Regions from separate parts of the Mus musculus genome. Here all the other regions are linked to region 3. A link is a contact called in public HiChIP or PLAC-seq and promoter capture Hi-C data. All regions are on one chromosome and are shown on one strand. Each heading gives the region's core, a stretch centred on a gene start, on an enhancer-like site or on the middle of the called end of the contact. The rest is flanking DNA. Distances are from core to core; before and after follow the strand shown. Region 1 holds the start of Dusp7 (dual specificity phosphatase 7). Region 2 holds the start of Ip6k2 (inositol hexaphosphate kinase 2). Region 3 holds the start of Ifrd2 (interferon-related developmental regulator 2). Region 4 holds the start of Arih2 (ariadne RBR E3 ubiquitin protein ligase 2).

Region 1 (4,150 bases), core at 704-3,203, 1.2 Mb before region 3:
CCAGTTCTCCCCACCTTCCATTCAGAGACCCTCAGAAGCAAGCATGTCTGCACACAATGGGACCCAGCCTTGCCTGAGGACAGCAGGAGACTCTTGTTAATGTGACTCTGGCTTGTCCCTCTGGGGGGGATGTCTCCCTAACAGCATGTTAGGAAATCATGAAATCAGCTGAGCCCATCTTTCCTAAAGAGAAAGGTCTCTCTCTGGGTTTGATTCGCAGCACCACACAGCGCTTCACAATCATCTGTAATCCTAGTTCTGTGAGATCCTACCGTCTCTTCTGGCCTCTGTGATCCATGGACATTCAAATAGAGAAAACACTTCAATCTTTTTAAAAAATTTAAAAGAAGCCGAGAGGTGATGGTGCACACCTTTAATCCTAACACTTGGGAGGCAGAGGCACCCAGGCCAGCCTAGGCTACAGAGAGAATTCCAGGACAGCCAAGAGTACACAGGAAACCCGGTCACCACTGCTTAGCGCTTAGCAAAACTGAAACCAAGAAGGGAGACTGGTACTCAGGATATACCACACATCACCAATTGGCAGGACAGATTGGGACTTAACACTTGGCCTCTGGAAGCTGTCTACCAGCTGTGTCCAGGACAGTACTCACAAAAGGGTCAGCTCTTTATATCTACAACCCCTCCTGACAAGACCCTCCCTGGCTGCCCTACTGTGGCCTTTCTCTAAGCGAATGTAGAAGAGGGCTCCTGCGGCTGAGAAAAAAAGGGAGGGGGGAGAACATTTAATTGGGAGATGGAGATTGAAACTGTAGCCCGATCGGACACCCCTGACACCGCAATCCCGGGTTAGGGTCAAGTTGGCTCAGAGATGACTAGCCCGGGACGGAGTGAGGGACTAAGCCTCAAGTTGGGATCCCCAGCCTGTTAAGAGAATGCACTCGGGGCTTGGGAGGAACAGCTCCCTCCAAGGAAAGACCGCCTTGGTCTGGTCAAAACCTTGCGGTCGGTCCTGCCGCTTTGTTTGAGCCCTACCTGCAGAGCCACGTACCTCCTGAGCCCCACCCGCCTGAGAGCCCGAACAGCACGCTGGACGAGGCCCCGCCCACTTCCAGCTGGGTGGACCCGCCGCGGGACCCGCCTCCTTTCCCCGCAGCCTCTTTCGGCGGCGATTGACTATCTGCCGAGCGCGTGCCCGCCTACCGCGAAACTTGATTGGTGCCTGGAGAGAGAGGTAGGCGAAGGGAAGCTGATTATGGAGCGCTCCCTCCCTCCTACCCGCCCCAATAGGAAAGTCACGTGGCGCTTCACTCCGGGCCAGTCACCACCGCACTTGTAAAAGCTTTCTTAAAGAGCTCGCGTTCCCTTACCCAGGGTTGGTCCTTTCAGAATTCCTCCACTTCTGCCTGCGATTTGCGAGAGCGGTCCTTGAACACCCCCCCCCCAACCCAAGTCACCTATTCCCTCAGCAGACCCTCCAACTCAGGTCTGGAACCTATGGCCATCAAGGGTTGGGATGATGCGGTCATCTGAAACTAAGACCGCCTAACACAGAGCACGACACGTAGTAGGAATTCAGTTTCCATTTGTTGAATGAACGCTATCAGAGAATGAATGAGGATAACAGACAAGAGGAGGGAAGACTGGCTCTGGGTGACCGCCCCCTGCCCCCAATCCTGAAGAAATTCTGCTTCTGTAAATGTTAGGTGGGGTCCCAGTGCAGCCTTTCTGCAAGGCACAGATGTAGGCGCTCAGCCAGAGATCTGCGAGGCCGCCTTGGCTCGCCCCTGGGCAGGTGGTAGCCAGGTCCCGGCTAGGCGGGCCCGTAGGAGCCGGCCGAGGGCGCTCCCGCGCCGCTTGCGGGGGAGGGGCTGCGGAGGCGCGGTGCCTTTAAGCCCAGGCGCCGGCCTCACGGCCCCGCCTCCCGGAGGACGCCCGGGCGCGCGGCCGCCGGAGCCGCGGTTTAATTGGGGCTGTCAGGCCGCGGCACGCGCGGAGGGCCGGCCGGGCGGGACTGAGGCCGGAGGCTGGGAGGCCGGGGCGGCGGGCGCGCGGCTCGGCGGGAGGCGGGCGCCCGGAGACGCGGCTGGGGCCAGCGCGGCCGGGGCGCCGTCCCAGGGCTGGGTTGCCCGGCCCCGGCCCCGGCCCCGGGATCCCCATGAAAAACCAGCTCCGCGGGCCCCCAGTGCGGGCGCACATGTCGACTTCGGGGGCGGCGGCGGCGGCGGCGGCTGGGGGCACTCGGGCGGGGTCGGAGCCCGGTGCGGGATCTGGGTCCGGCGCAGGCATCGGAGCGGGAGCGACGACGGGAGCGGGGGCCATGCCCTGCAAGAGCGCCGAGTGGCTGCAGGAGGAGCTGGAGGCGCGCGGTGGCGCGTCCCTGCTGCTGCTAGATTGCCGGCCGCACGAGCTCTTCGAATCGTCGCACATTGAGACGGCCATCAACCTGGCCATCCCGGGTCTCATGCTGCGCCGCCTGCGCAAAGGCAACCTGCCCATCCGCTCCATCATTCCCAACCATGCCGACAAGGAGCGCTTCGCCACGCGCTGCAAGGCGGCCACCGTGCTGCTCTACGACGAGGCCACGGCGGAGTGGCAGCCCGAGCCCGGCGCCCCCGCCTCCGTTCTCGGCCTGCTCCTGCAGAAGCTGCGAGACGACGGCTGCCAGGCCTACTACCTCCAAGGTGAGGACAGAACCTAGACCCCAGGCGGTATTGGGGCTGCGCCTCTGCTCCCTGGCGCCCTCGCTGCAGGCTGTTTCCTTTCCACTCGCTTGGCCAGGCCGGGCGCCACGTCGCCCCTGGTCCGAATCCGCCCTTCTGGGAGCCATCCCCTAAGGTGTGGATTTAGCCAGGCACAGGGAACCCGATCTGTGTTCTCTTTCTCAGCACCGTTCAGTGGCTGAAACAAACTTTCCCTTTCCTATTTAATTTTTTTCTCTGTGGATGGGTAGACAACAGCGCACAGGCTCCAGTTGAGCTCGGAGGAAGGGAGAGATCGGTACTGGAACCCAGAAAAGAGCAGGGCCCACAGGAATTTATGTCATTAGGAAGATAGGATCGGGAAGGTACCTTTTTCAGTATCACCCACCCTCCAGTGCATGGGCCCGTTTATGATGGTTTCTCTGGGATCCCACTATGGCCCCTATCAATCAGAATCACGGCTTGGAGGCACTTCTGCAGATGTGTGGGCAGTGGCCCAGGTGTGAGTGTGTGTGTGTGTTGGGGAATGGGGAATGGGCCTCAGTTCGCTGCCCCTGAGTTTATGGAAGGGGGAGACAGGCAGCTTGCCTGCGGGCCAGGGGGTGAGGGGAGCTATTGGCTGCAGCCGGTGTTTCCAATTAACATTCCAAAATGGCCTCTTGCTGGCAGCAGACAGGCTGGGAGGGGAGGGGAGTCCTGCGGCACCCTCGGGTGCCGCAGGGCCATGTCTAGCTTCATGGTGTTCCTTGTCTCTCCTGTCCTTGTCTAGCCCCCGTGGCCCCTCTCTTTGAGTCACATGCAGTGTGTCGGGTGCTTGTCCAGGGAAGGTGAATCGCTAGTACCCGGTTCCCCTCTTGCTGGGGAAAGGGACTTCACACCACCCTCCCCAAGTGTGGTTGCTTGGACTCTGCCTCTGACAGGCCCATAGGTGTTCTGGCTCCTCTCTCTTTGGAATAGGGGTTTGCTGACCTACAGGTGCTGGCCTGCGATGGGTTTGTTGGCCTTTCTTTGCCCATTGGCCACTACTGAGCAAGCACTCAGGTGTGTTGATGTATGTGGGAGGTATGGAAGAGAAAGGAGCTGGTACTTGACCTCAGGTGCTCTATATCAAGCCATAGGGCCAGTATACTTTAACAGTTACAGAACCCACTCAAAGCCTCAGTTCCCTTAACTGTGAAGTGGTGATTTTTTAGATGGCCAGAACATGAGTGAGTCCGTGTGTGATGTATTAGGCATGGTCACATTGTCCTTTGACATGGACATGTTGTGTGAGTCCTGACCGTTAATAGTCTTTTGTGGCCCATTTGGACTCACCAGACACCCCACCACCCACCACCCCCAATCTTGCCCTGACCACAGGTGGTTTCAACAAGTTCCAGACGGAATACTCCGAGCATTGTGAGACTAACGTGGACAGCTCGTCCTCCCCGAGTGGCTCGCCACCCACCTCCGTGCTGGGCCTGGGGGGCCTGCGCATCAGCTCTGAC
Region 2 (3,664 bases), core at 347-2,846, 1.2 Mb after region 3:
GCAAGGTCAACAGGGGGCTGGGCGGGAACTGTGACACTGATCTGGAGAGAGACTTGTAGGGGTTTAGGTACTCAAATCACGGTCATGTCAAAAAGTGGTGTGTTCCTGAGACAGCACAAGCTCCTGGCACAACAGATGAATGCAAAACAAACAATACGACAACAGCCATACGGAAACAGTCAAGGAACACACACAGCCAGAGGGCAGGCTGTCTATCAACAGCTGAACACTGAACCAGGAAGAGCCTGAACTGGGCAAACACTTTTGGGGTCGATTAACATGAAGTTGGCATTTAAACCTGAAACCTGGGCCTCTCGGTTCATGCCTGTAATCCCAGTAAGAGGAAGGTTGATGCTGAAGAATTGCCTTAATTTTGAGGCCAGCCTGGGCTACAGAGAGGGATCTGGACTCAATTAGTTAATATTTTAAAAACAAAACCACGACCCGGGGTAAGTGGGTATAGACAGAGAGGAAAAAATGTGAAAAAGAAAAACTAGACAGAACTGAACACAGAGCCATGAAGGCCTCAAGGGAAGGCGATTCCAAGAGGAACCTGTTGGTAATAGGAGTTTCTCTTGTCCACCTTTAGAAAGCAGGGATTAAAAAAATCTGTTTACTGCACTCACTGCAGAGTGTAGGTGCTTAATAAATACTTCAGTTTTAAAAACCTATGAGCTACATCTTTGCTAATGCCCAGGATGCAGGGTTACAACTCTGGCATCCTTTACAGAAAGGCCAATAGCCAAGAAGGAGGTCATCCCATGCCCATGGTTCCCATCGTGCTCCTTGCCTTTCCTGGCTGCGCTGACACTCGTTCACTCATGCAGGAGACCTTCTGAATGACACAGGCTCCAGACAAAGGAGTCTTGGATGAGCTCTATGCTCCAGACCTATCAATTTACCGAGGACCCTATACATCCCTCTGATCAGACTTCTATTGGCTTTTATCTTGTCTGTCTGTCCACTCATCTGTTCACCTGTCTAAACATTTTTTAAAAATTATTATAGTGTGTGTGGTGTGAGTGTGTGTTTGTGAGTGAGAGAGAGACAGAGACAAAGAGCCAGAGAGAAACAGAGCAACGGCTTGACCTGTTGAGCCGTCTTACTGGCCTCCTATAGAGCCATGTATTTGTCTATCGTCTGTAGTCATTCTCTCTGTTCCCTGCTGCTATCCCTTTATCCATCTTAGCGACATGTAGTTCTGTCCATCCATCTGCTAGGTTGACCAGCTTTGCAGTTTATCACAGAATGAATACTGGCCTTGACATTCCTGTATCCTAGGAAACTCCCCAGTGCGGGGCAAACCAGGACTGTCTGTCCATCCACCCTTACCCTAGGCATCCTGCAATCGATCCATTTGGCACACAGCCCATCAGTTACTTCAACTCCAGAACAGACTGGCCACCCTCCTCACTCAGGACAACGCCCCGCCTCTTCCCGCCCCTTGCCCATTCAGGAAGCCGCCCCAAGCGAATCCCGGCGCCCTAGCAACAGTCTTCCAGGCCGCCCAGTCCGCTTGCGCGGCTTCGGGTGCGAGCCAATAGCGAGGGGCCCTGGGAGCGAGGTTGGGGGGCGGGGCTGAGCGCGGCCGCAGCCATTTTGGTGGAAGAGAAACAATAGGACGGAAGCGTCGCGGGACTGGGCTGTGGCCGCAGGTAACGCCCGCCCCGCCCGGCCCGTGGCCCTGTCACCCCGGGGCTCAGGGGAAGAGGTTTTCGGTGCTGGTAGCGGCCGGGCTCCGGGATCCCTGGGAGGCTTGGGTTTGTGAAGGGGGTCCTATGGCTGTCATTGAGAAGCGGTCTCCCCCTTTTTTTGTGTAGTCATCCCTTCCCTATTTACGGGGGGCCATTGTACCTTGCAGTTACTGGGGAGAGTAGCGTTGCCCACCGAGACGGGGCAGAATCTTCCCCCCGGCATTGGAGGGTCTCCCGGAACCGGGGGAGGGGAGGGGGCGGGGGACGACGACAGTGTCTTTCTCCGGTTTTGAAGCGGTCTCCCTGGGTCTTCCGGTGGAGGACAGGATCTCTGGTCTCACAGAGGTCCCCCGGCCACGATCTCCCTGGTCTTTGAGGATGGGGTCTTTATCTTTGGATGGAAGGGTCAGCCCGGATCCTCAGGTACTGTTGTTACCTGGGCCTGCAGATGTGCAGCCATTTTGGGTGTTGAACGTCAGTTGTGCCAGTCAGCTCCTCTTTGATCCCGGAAAGGCGGGGGAGAGGGTGATCTGCGCATCCAACCTTATTGGTTTTTTTTTTTTCCCCTTCTTCTCCTTTAAGATCTTAAAATGGATCAGAAGGTGTCTTCTTTTTTCTTCTTCTTATGCTGATGCTCCTACCACGAGTGGGATTTTATTCATATTTGATAACAAGACTGCATCTATCTTCTGCATCCTTCCTAATGACTTGATTCGTTTTTAGGATTTTAATTTCTATCAAATATCAAGAAAGCTGTACTAGCGGGAAAATGGGGAAAAATGTAGGAACTGGTGAAATCTAGGGCTCTTCTTACACGCGAAAGGAAATAGAGCTAGTCATCGCATGTAAATAAACATTTTGTTAGCAGAAATGTACATAGAGCAAGAACAAAATAATTTCGAATATTTGTAAGAAAAAGTACTGAAGGGATCCAGAGGCAGTGGGAGGGGGATAAGAAGGGACCAGGGGGATGGATATGGTCAAAATACATTGTATACATGTTTGGAATTGTCAACTAATAAATATTTATGAAAATAAAAAGATCCAAAAGAAAGAAGCCCTGGCAGTTTTGAAACAGCAAATATGATGCAGACAAACATTTTGAAAAATTTAAAGGACCTTCCTTGTTGACAGCATTGTTGTTGATTTTCAGTATTTAAAATGTTTGCTGTATTTGCACTTTCCCTGGGATAACATTTTAAGAGATGGGAGATGCTTATTTACCAAGTTGTTGCCGTGGAGAGTGTAATTGTAGGGTTTTGTTTTAATTTTAGCAGCTATCCACAGATAGAAATACAAAATGAGTACTTATGTTTGGTGTGAACAGGCCATCTGACTGCCTACTAAATCTTTTTGGAGATCAAGTTGGTTAAACTATTGAGTGTAACTCAGACTGGTTTACCTGTATTCTAGTTTTCTTTTAAGAGTAGAATTCAAGTGTGTCAGTAGCAGGACTAGACCTGTTACTGTTGTTGAAACCAGTTTATCGTATTTCTTTGACGCTTTAGAGTTTCCTAGGAGACAGATTTTGGTCTTTACAACCAAGTATCTGAACATTAGAATGTGCCAGGAGTCATTGCTGACTGATGAATGGCAGGGCCCTTGCAGAGGATGGCAGGGCCTTTTTGTAAGCCCCAGAGATGTCACTGGTATCTAGGCAACAAGGATGAGTTTGAGCCTTCCTGAGGCCAGCTTGTTGAGGTGAAAAATTTCCATTGTTGGCTCATAAAGAGAATGCACTGGGGCCTGGTTTTCCCTGTTAAGAGAAGAGGTTGGTTTGTTTGCTTGCTTGCTTGTTTGAGACAGGGTCTCTGGTTGGCCTGGAACTCATTATGTATAGATCAGGCTGGCCTTGAGCTCATAGATTTGCCTGCCCCTGCCTCTTTGTGCCAGGATTAGAGGTATTTGCCCTTACTGCTGGCAAGGGAAATTATTTCATATCATGGAATGACTGTCTTACAAATAGACCA
Region 3 (4,198 bases), core at 696-3,195:
GGGGGTTTTTTAAAAGACCCTAGCTGGGCGTGGTGGCACACAGCTTTAATCCCAGCACCTGGGAGGCAGAGGCAGGCTGATTTCTGAGTTCAAGACCAGCCTGGTCTACAAAGTGAGTTCCAGGACAGCTAGGGATACAGAGAAACCCTGTCTCGGAAAAACCAAAAATAAATAAATAAATTAATTAATTAATTAAAAAAAAAAAAGACCCTATCCTAGTCCAGGCAGTGGTAATGCACACCTTTAATCCCAGTACTGGGGAGGCAGAAGCAGGTGGATCTCTGTGAGTTTGAGGCCATTCTGGTCTACAGAGCAAGTTCCAGGACAGCCAGGGCTACTCAGAGAAACCCTGTCTTGAAAGTCAAAACAACAAAAAGACCCTGTCCTGGACTAGGGAGGTATGGTGATGTACTGGGAGATATCAGTGGTCCCTGGTCTAAGGACTGTTATTCTCTGAATGGAAGTTCTAAGAAATTACTTAGAGGCTCTGTTAAAAGCGCTCTACTCTAGAGGCAGAATCATAGCAGTAAACCAAATGGTGTCGTGGTAAAGTTGGGCCCTGATGGATCTGGCCAGTCAAGCTTGGGCTTAACAGTTCTCTGCCTGCAGGACGACCTGATGCAGACTATTGGAGTGAGTGCCGCACTGGGAACAGCTGGAGTGGTACTCTGGGGGGACCTGAGCTTCTCTAGCTCTGAGGTGAGCGTTGCCCCTCATCGTGCACATGCTGGAGCCCCAAGATAGGGGAGAAGCCATGCCAAGTCATAGAAAAGGAGCTTTGACCTATCTTTTCTCTGTGTAGGAAAAGTGCTGGCGTCTCCATGACTACTTAGTGGGCACTTTAGGCCCCTATGTGATCAATGTGACCAAGGCTGCCATGGCTTGCAGTCACCAGCGATGTCATGGCCATGGTCGATGTGCCCGGAAAGACCCAGGACAAATGGAAGCCTTTCTACATCTGCAGCCAGATGACAGTCTTGGAGCTTGGAATTCCTTCAGATGCCATTGTTATTCGGGTTGGGCTGGCCCTACCTGCCTGGAGCCTAAACCCTGAGCCCAACATAGAGTCAGGAGTCCCTGCCTTTGCTACTTGACCCTGCTGTCATTTTCCCAGTCCTAGAGGAATTCCCCTTTATGCTTTGTTTAGCTTATGGGACTTTCCCAAGTACATATCCCACTTCCACCAATACAACTTCCATAGAAATTCCTGAGGAGCCGGGCATGGTGGCGCACGCCTTTAATCCCAGCACTCGGGAGGCAGAGGCAGGCCGATTTCTGAGTTCGAGGCCAGCCTGATCTACAAAGTGAGTTCCAGGACAGCCAGGGCTATACAGAGAAACCCTGTCTCAGAAAAAAAAAAAAAAAAAAAAAAGAAGCTTCCGGGTCAGTTCCAGGCATTTAAGGTGACTAGCCTAGGACTTTGTTCCTATACCCCAGCGTATCTATAGAGAAGTAAAATCTAGGTTCAGACAACCCCTACATGCCTCCCAACACACATCCCCCCCAAAAAAAATTAAGCTAAGGTCTGTTAAACGCTAAGCTATTATCTGTATTTTTATCCATAAAGTCACTCTTTCATTACTTGAAGTTTGTCCTCACCATTCTATCTAGGGCCAAACCTGGCGCCTCCAAGCAGGTGCTTCGTTATCAGGCCCTGCAGACGCTTCTAGTGAGAAAGGAAACTACTGAGTTAACTATGAACCGCGCGGGCGGGGGTAGGGGAAGGAGGGGCGAAGTGGGTACGCAGGGCATTGTGGGTACATAGTTTAGCTAGAGCGGCGTCGGCTTATGTGTCTCCGGAATGGACTACTACTCCCGTCGTGCACTGCGCACAACTTGGGCGGTGCTAATCTGTGTACGCTGATGCCTGGGGATAGTAGTTTCGGCCGCGTGTATGTGGATCTGAACTTGGTGGCCGGGAACTCACCTTCCCAGCGACCCATTTGACAGGGCGGGGCGCCTCACGAAGATGGTGGCGCGCGCGGCGTGTGGCTCCTGTCGTCCTCGCCAGTCTCAGCTCAGCACACGGGCCAGCGTTTCGCTGGTTTGGAGTCCCCGCCCTCCGGGTCCCTGACCCCGCGCCCCATTCCCGTGTTCCCAATTCTCGGTTCCAGGAATGCCTCGTGCTCGGAAGGGCAATGCGCTCCGCAAGGGCGGTCAGCGCCGTGGAGGAGGTGAGTCCGGGGGCTCCAGTAGACTTGTTCAGTAGTGAGCGGGGGTGTTCCGTGATTCCCCTTCGATGTCATTGAGGGACCTGAGTTGATGAATCTTCCCAGATCAGCCCAGCGTGACCTCCCAGAACTCTGCTAAGGCTCGCACGTGCCCCAGCTGGCATTGGCCACGTGTGCGCCTCACTTGAGCACATTGCCAGCTGTTTTTCGAAATCCCGCGCCGCAACGATGACTTGACCAGCATTAAGGACCTAGGTTTTCCCATCGCTACTGGGGTAGAAAACCACACCAGAAAGAGCGTGAAGCCAACCCTTTTGCCAAATACTAGTAGTGCATTTGGTAGGCTGCACAAGGAAATTAGCAGAGAGACCTTGTCTGTTCTGTAAAACGGGGAAGTGTGATTGGAAAGGTAGAGAATTGGGGCCCTGTCAATTGGACTAGAGACCGGGAGGACATCCAGAGAGACCGAAGCAGCCTGGAGACTTCTTATCAGACTCAACCAGAAGCATGACCTGTTGCATTAAACAAACAACTGCTGAAAAAGAGTGCCTGCCCAGCATATTTTTGACCTGACAGCCACTTTAATGTGGCTTGGGTCTCGGGGCATTTAATAGGGTGGTGACAGTTCCACAAGAACTAGTACTGAAAGCATATACTTACCGAGAGTGGTCTTAGAATTATGGCAGGCCCTGTGAGGGGAGCTTCTGAGACGGTAAAGAATCTGGCGCAAGGGCCCAGCAGCCAAAGGGACCACAATACAGTGCGGCAGATGAGACCGTCCGGGCAGTTTTGACAAGTAGGATAGTAAGAGAAGAGGTGAACAGAAATCAACGTGTGGGCTGAACGTTTTTTTACAAGCAAGTAATGTTAGTGGTCCCTAAGGTGTAAGGACTCCTACTGGGTCAGAACCTGTCCAGGGTGCCTACCATAGTAGCTGCCCTATTTAAGGCCAGTCTTCAGCCCTGGAGAGAGCTCACAGGCCGTCTCTCTGTTCCTGCCCTACTGACACTTTGAGAGTCCCTATGTTTACTTTTTCAGACACCCGGTCAAGAGCTTCTTCTGGTCTTCCAAGGCTCAGAGGCACCATCGTGTCTATACCTAAAGTTGGTGGCCCTGAGTGGACCAAAGGAAGCTCAGAAAACAATATATTTGAAACACAGAGTGCCCAGCACACCCACAGGGACCTGGGCCTCTGCTGCTCCCAGAGTTGGTAGCCTAGTGAGTGCCGTGGCCTGGAGCAGAGCTATTGCCAGTTACATGTCTTTACCTGCTAGACCGAGGGGCGTACTTTGTTGTCCACACCGTAGAGGCTGGGCAACTGGTCAAATTTTACCTCTGCCCTAATGAGGGGCAGGGGGCACTAATGGTATAGCCCAATGGAGAACATAAGACCTAGGCTCGGTTTAAACCCCTGAGTCTGCCTAGTTCTATAACCTGAGCCCTAACCTTTACATTATCTACTTTTGACCATAACCTAAAGTGGGCCAAAGGCCTCCCTGGGACTCATCCCAGTCCCTTCTGCCACTCTGTGGTTCCTGCTGTCCTTAAAGCAGACTGTGTCCACCAAGCAGAGATAGCACACGACTTTAATCCTAGCACTGGAGAAGCAGAGGCAGGTGGATCTCTGTGAGTTCAAAACCAGCCTGGTCCACAGAGCTAGTTCCAGGACAGCCGACGCTACACAAAGAAACCCTATCTGGGAGAGGAAAAACAAAGGCTATGCCTTCCTGGAGTTCCCACTCGCCGAGTCTGCCAGGTTGTCCCTGAGTAGGCCTAGCTCCTGTGTTCTCTAGCAGATAGGCTTTCTTCCCTTTTTTTCTGCTTCCTAATTCAAGTCCCAGGTTTCAGGCCTTGGTTTGCTCATCTCTGAGATGGGATAGCATTGATGAAGTTAACTGAGGTGCCCTGAGTCACCCTTCACAGGTAGAAGCTGGTCAGATTGGGATTTTATGTCCCCAGGTGCCAGGAGCAGTACCCAGGCTGACTCTGGCTCCAGTGAGGATGAAGCGGCCAGTGAGGCCCGGAGC
Region 4 (3,887 bases), core at 7-2,506, 1.1 Mb after region 3:
GACCTTTTAGTTTGAAGTTGACAGGAACACAAAAAAATTGGCTAGTCGCACAGATGTTTAACTCCAGTTGTAACACTTGGCCCTCAGTAGTCATTTATTAACTACATTTCGAAGAAAACTTCTTGGCTGAAAAATATGAATCAGCAACTTGTTTAAAAACTCAGCAGCATCCCGGGCGTGGTAGTGCAAGCCTTCAATGCCAGCACTTGAGAGGCAGAAGCAGGTGAGTTCGAGTTCGGCCCAGTCTACACAGTGAGTTCCTTGACAGCCATGACTATGTAGACACTGTCTAAAAACAACCAACTCGACACCGCATCTGTCCTAATAATGGCAGGTAGCCGCCGATTACATGGAGTTATTGAAAGTTAGTTTACTTTTAAAAAGTCAAATGTAGTTTCTCAGATATACTAACTACATACATGTCAACACGAAAGCCGTGTGTGGCTTAATGGCTACCATACTGAACAGCAAAGGTCTAGAACGTGTTCGTCGCCGACAGAAAGTTCTACGAGACAGAGTAACAAACAGAAGAACTAAGGCGAGCTCGTCCGAGAACACCACCGCCTCTCTTGAGGCTAGACCAGTGGCGTCGGGCGTGACCGGTCGCACGTCTCTGCGAGGCGCCCCGGTCTTCGCGCGGACACGGAACCCACGCGCGGGGAGGCCCTTTCCCAGGACGGGCGTTAACAAACAGTGCGGCTGGCGCTGCCAAAGCTCCCAACCACCAGAGAAACGGGGAGCCTCCGAGGCGGTGCGTTCGCCTGGAGCGCCCAGAAGGGCAGGCCCGAGCGCACCCGAGCCTCGCGGGCCAGAGGCCCTGGCCTCCGACCTCTCGGGGAGCTAAAGAGCCAACGAGGAAGAGGAACCCAGGAGAGACGCCAGGCACCCGCCGGCGCGGGCTGTCGCCTCCGGGAGTGCCTATCAGTCGGCGGGGAACGTCGGGACCTGGGACGGCCCGGCCTCGCAAGCGGCGGCGAAGGCGGAGCCCGGACCGCGCCGGCGAAACGCGCGGGGATCCCCCCCCTCCCGGCGGCCAGTCAAGAGTAAACAAGGCCTCGACTCCCGCCGCGCACTTACCGGGAGCCGCGACCTCGCGGCCGCAGAGCCCAGGCCGGCCGGACCAGGTCAAGCCAGACCAAACCAGGCTGACGGAGGCGTAGCGGCAGCGGAGGCAGCCGGCGGACGCGGCTCAGGCCCGCGCAGCTTCCTCCGGCAGAGCCGTCCCCCGCAGCTCCGGAAGTGTTCTGCGCCGCGCGTCACTTCCGGTAGGGGTCGACCTGCGGTCGCCCTGGAGGCTCCCAGGCTTCTGACGACTGCGTAGTCGGTTGGAATCGCTTCCTCACCATCCTCTAGCGAGAGCCCCTGGGAGGAACTACTGAGCGTTCGCTTTTGAAGGAATGATGTAGGAATTTGTTTCCTGCGTTATAGCCTACCAGTGTCTTTATTCGATAGTTAGTTTTAGGTTTTCTTGCGTGTATTTTGTGTGTGTCGCACGGCTCGCGTGCAGAAGAGGTCAGAGGACAATTTTCCGGGAGCAGTTTTTCTCCTTCCACCATGTGGGTTTCGAGGATCAAACACTTGTCAGGCGTGGCAGTAAGCGCTTTTTACCCACTGAGCCATCAGACCCTTAGATGAGGTATTTTTAGCTTTTTTTTTTTTTTTTTCCCCTGACCAGACGTCTACCCACTTCACTGTTTATACTCTGACGAACAGCGTGAGAAGACATTCTGGCAACACTGGAGTAGGTTAAAAAGATCATAGTTTCCGGGCAACTATGGTTTGACATGAGCCATACTCGGAATTTCTACGTACGTTAGGAGGAAGTTCTGGCCCATGAGCAATCAGACTTTAGTTTCTCATGACACTATCCCCCTAGCCACCCACTTCTCCGACTTCCACTCACCTTCACGACGGGTATTTTTTGTTTGGTGTGGTTATATTTAGAAGCAACTCACTATATAGCCAAGGCTGGTTTGCCTTGCTAGATTACCAGACCCAGAGATTCATACATCGTAAGTGTTTCGCTGCACAACTTCTACCCACGATATAGACTGCATTAGGACTCCAGTCACCAAGTTCTGGTCACCAAGCCTTGTTGTGGACTGATAGGAGGCTCGCTCAAGTAGCAACTCCATCGAGATGTTAATTACTGGAGTGAAGCCAGAGGCACTGTGAGGTAAATCAATGTTCGTGCAAATCTGTAGATAACCTAGTTCTACCTTTTCTGGAGTGTATGTATTGGTATTCAAGACACCCGGAAAAGTGAGGCAGAAAGAAAAAAGACCGTGTAATAGCCTCTTTTATGTAATTCTTGGAAAAAATATAACTGAAGAGACTTGGGAGTTGGCTGGGCCATTAAGAGCTCTTGCTGTTCTCTCCAGAAACCTGAGGTCCTTGCCCACTATTGATAATGTCCAGGGGATCCGAAGCCCTCTTTGAACCTCTTCCGGCACACACATACTTGTAAACAGAAAATTAAAAAAAAAATTTTTTTTTCTTTTTTGAGAAAAGTTCTCACTATATATCCCTGGATAACCTGAAGCTCTGTACAGACCTAAAACTTACAAACTCACATGTGTGCAGCCACACAATCTACTTAAAATATCTACAAATTTGGGTCATGAATCAAAATCAGGGGTAATCAAATGTTGAAAGTCGCTAGAACAAGAATAGCACTTGGGGTGCAAAGGCTAGGGGAATCATTGAAAGTTCCAGGCCTCGGGAGGCAGAGGCAGGTGGATTTCTGAGTTCAAGGCCAGCCTGGTCTACAGAATGAGTTCCAGGACAGCCAGGACTGCACAGAGAAAAAAAAAAAAAAAAAAAAAGAAAGTAAGTTCCAGGCCAACCTGGTCTACATACTAAGTGCCAGGCTGCCCAACAAGGCAGCCAGAGGTACATGATCAGTAATTATCTTTAACAACAACAAAAAAAGTAGCTGGGCAGTGGTGACACACGCCTTTAATCCCAGCACTTGGGAGACAGAGGCAGGCAGATTTCTGAGTTTGAGGCCAGCCTGGTCTACAGAGTGAGTTCTAGGACATCCAGGGCTATACAGAGAAACCCTGTCTCAAAAAACAAAAAACAAAAAAACAAAACAAAAAAACTGTGCCACTTGCTTTTACAGAGAAGATTCACGTCAATTGATAAAATGTCTTCATTAAATTGGCCTGTAACGAAGACATTTTCTTGATTAATGATTGATGTAGGAGGATCCAGCCCACTATCAACAGTGCCATCTCTGGATGGGTGGTCCTGGCAGTAAAAGATTGGAAACTAAAGCTAGGCAGTGGTGGCACATGCCTTTAATCCTAGCACTTAGGAGGTAGATAGAGCTCTGAGTTCCAGCAAGACCATCCTGGTCTGTGAATCAAGTTCCAGGACAGCCAGGGCTACACAGAGAGACTATATCTTGAGAGAAAGAGAGAGAGAGAGAGAGAGAGAGAGAGAGAGCGCTCAAGCAAGTGAGAGCGAGCAGGCTGAGCAATCCATGGGATCAAACTAGTGAGCCATGCTCTTCCCTTATCCCTGCTTAGGTTTCTGCCTCAAGTTCTTGCCCTAATTTCCTTCTATGAGGGACTATAAGCTAAAAGATGAGATAAATTTTTTCCTCTTCAAATTGCTTTTTGTCATAGCCTTTATCACAGCAATAGAACACAAATCTGGACAAGCCGTGAACTTGGGTACTTGAGTTGACAAAACATATGCATATCACGATGGTCCCTGTGAAGGATCCAAATCATATTTCCTGAAAACTAGTTTCCAGTGATGACTTTGAGTTACTGGTAACAGACCCACTGCAGTGAGTACTAGAGAGGAACGGTCCGTCTGTAGAAGTATTTTACCTGCAAACTACAGAATGTGGGTGCTCACTTATCAAGTCCCATTTT

The links. Promoter capture Hi-C pulls out the DNA fragments that hold promoters and counts their contacts. HiChIP or PLAC-seq counts read pairs in DNA pulled down with a chosen protein or histone mark. Capture Hi-C pulls out chosen DNA fragments and counts their contacts.
Region 1: a promoter capture Hi-C map of adipose tissue shows a contact between it and region 3, with 2.5 times the contacts expected there. The contact joins the promoter of Dusp7 here to the promoter of Ifrd2 in region 3. A contact is called at or near these places in 4 of 39 promoter capture datasets (the HPC-7 cell line, cranial neural crest, liver and 1 more), 1 of 115 datasets of contacts at active chromatin or transcription factors (acute myeloid leukemia) and 2 of 9 other capture datasets (adipose tissue and liver).
Region 2: a contact with region 3 is called in a promoter capture Hi-C map of erythroid cells, with 11 times the contacts expected there. The contact joins the promoter of Ip6k2 here to the promoter of Ifrd2 in region 3. A contact is called at or near these places in 3 of 39 promoter capture datasets (erythroid cells, liver and pre-B cells) and 3 of 115 datasets of contacts at active chromatin or transcription factors (double positive thymocytes, fetal liver and pancreatic cancer cells).
Region 4: a contact with region 3 is called in an H3K27ac HiChIP or PLAC-seq map of microglia, with 6 times the contacts expected there. The contact joins the promoter of Arih2 here to the promoter of Ifrd2 in region 3. A contact is called at or near these places in 1 of 39 promoter capture datasets (erythroid cells), 2 of 115 datasets of contacts at active chromatin or transcription factors (microglia and pancreatic cancer cells) and 2 of 9 other capture datasets (adipose tissue and liver).

Annotation. Positions count from the first base shown.
Region 1 is chr9:106,366,679-106,370,828 of GRCm38.p6, forward strand. Dusp7 (dual specificity phosphatase 7) reads left to right here and starts at 1,954. Exons shown (of 3, transcript NM_153459.4): 1 at 1,954-2,645; 2 at 4,023-4,150. The coding sequence starts at 2,120.
Region 2 is chr9:108,782,216-108,785,879 of GRCm38.p6, forward strand. Ip6k2 (inositol hexaphosphate kinase 2) reads left to right here and starts at 1,597. Exons shown (of 6, transcript NM_001379600.1): 1 at 1,597-1,655.
Region 3 is chr9:107,585,773-107,589,970 of GRCm38.p6, forward strand. It overlaps Ifrd2 (interferon-related developmental regulator 2), which reads left to right and starts at 1,946. Exons shown (of 12, transcript NM_025903.2): 1 at 1,946-2,174; 2 at 4,131-4,198. The coding sequence starts at 2,117. Hyal3 (hyaluronoglucosaminidase 3) reads left to right here. Exons shown (of 4, transcript NM_178020.3): 3 at 610-699; 4 at 803-1,587. The coding sequence ends at 1,054.
Region 4 is chr9:108,648,152-108,652,038 of GRCm38.p6, forward strand. It overlaps Arih2 (ariadne RBR E3 ubiquitin protein ligase 2), which reads right to left and starts at 1,257. Exons shown (of 16, transcript NM_011790.5): 1 at 1,078-1,257.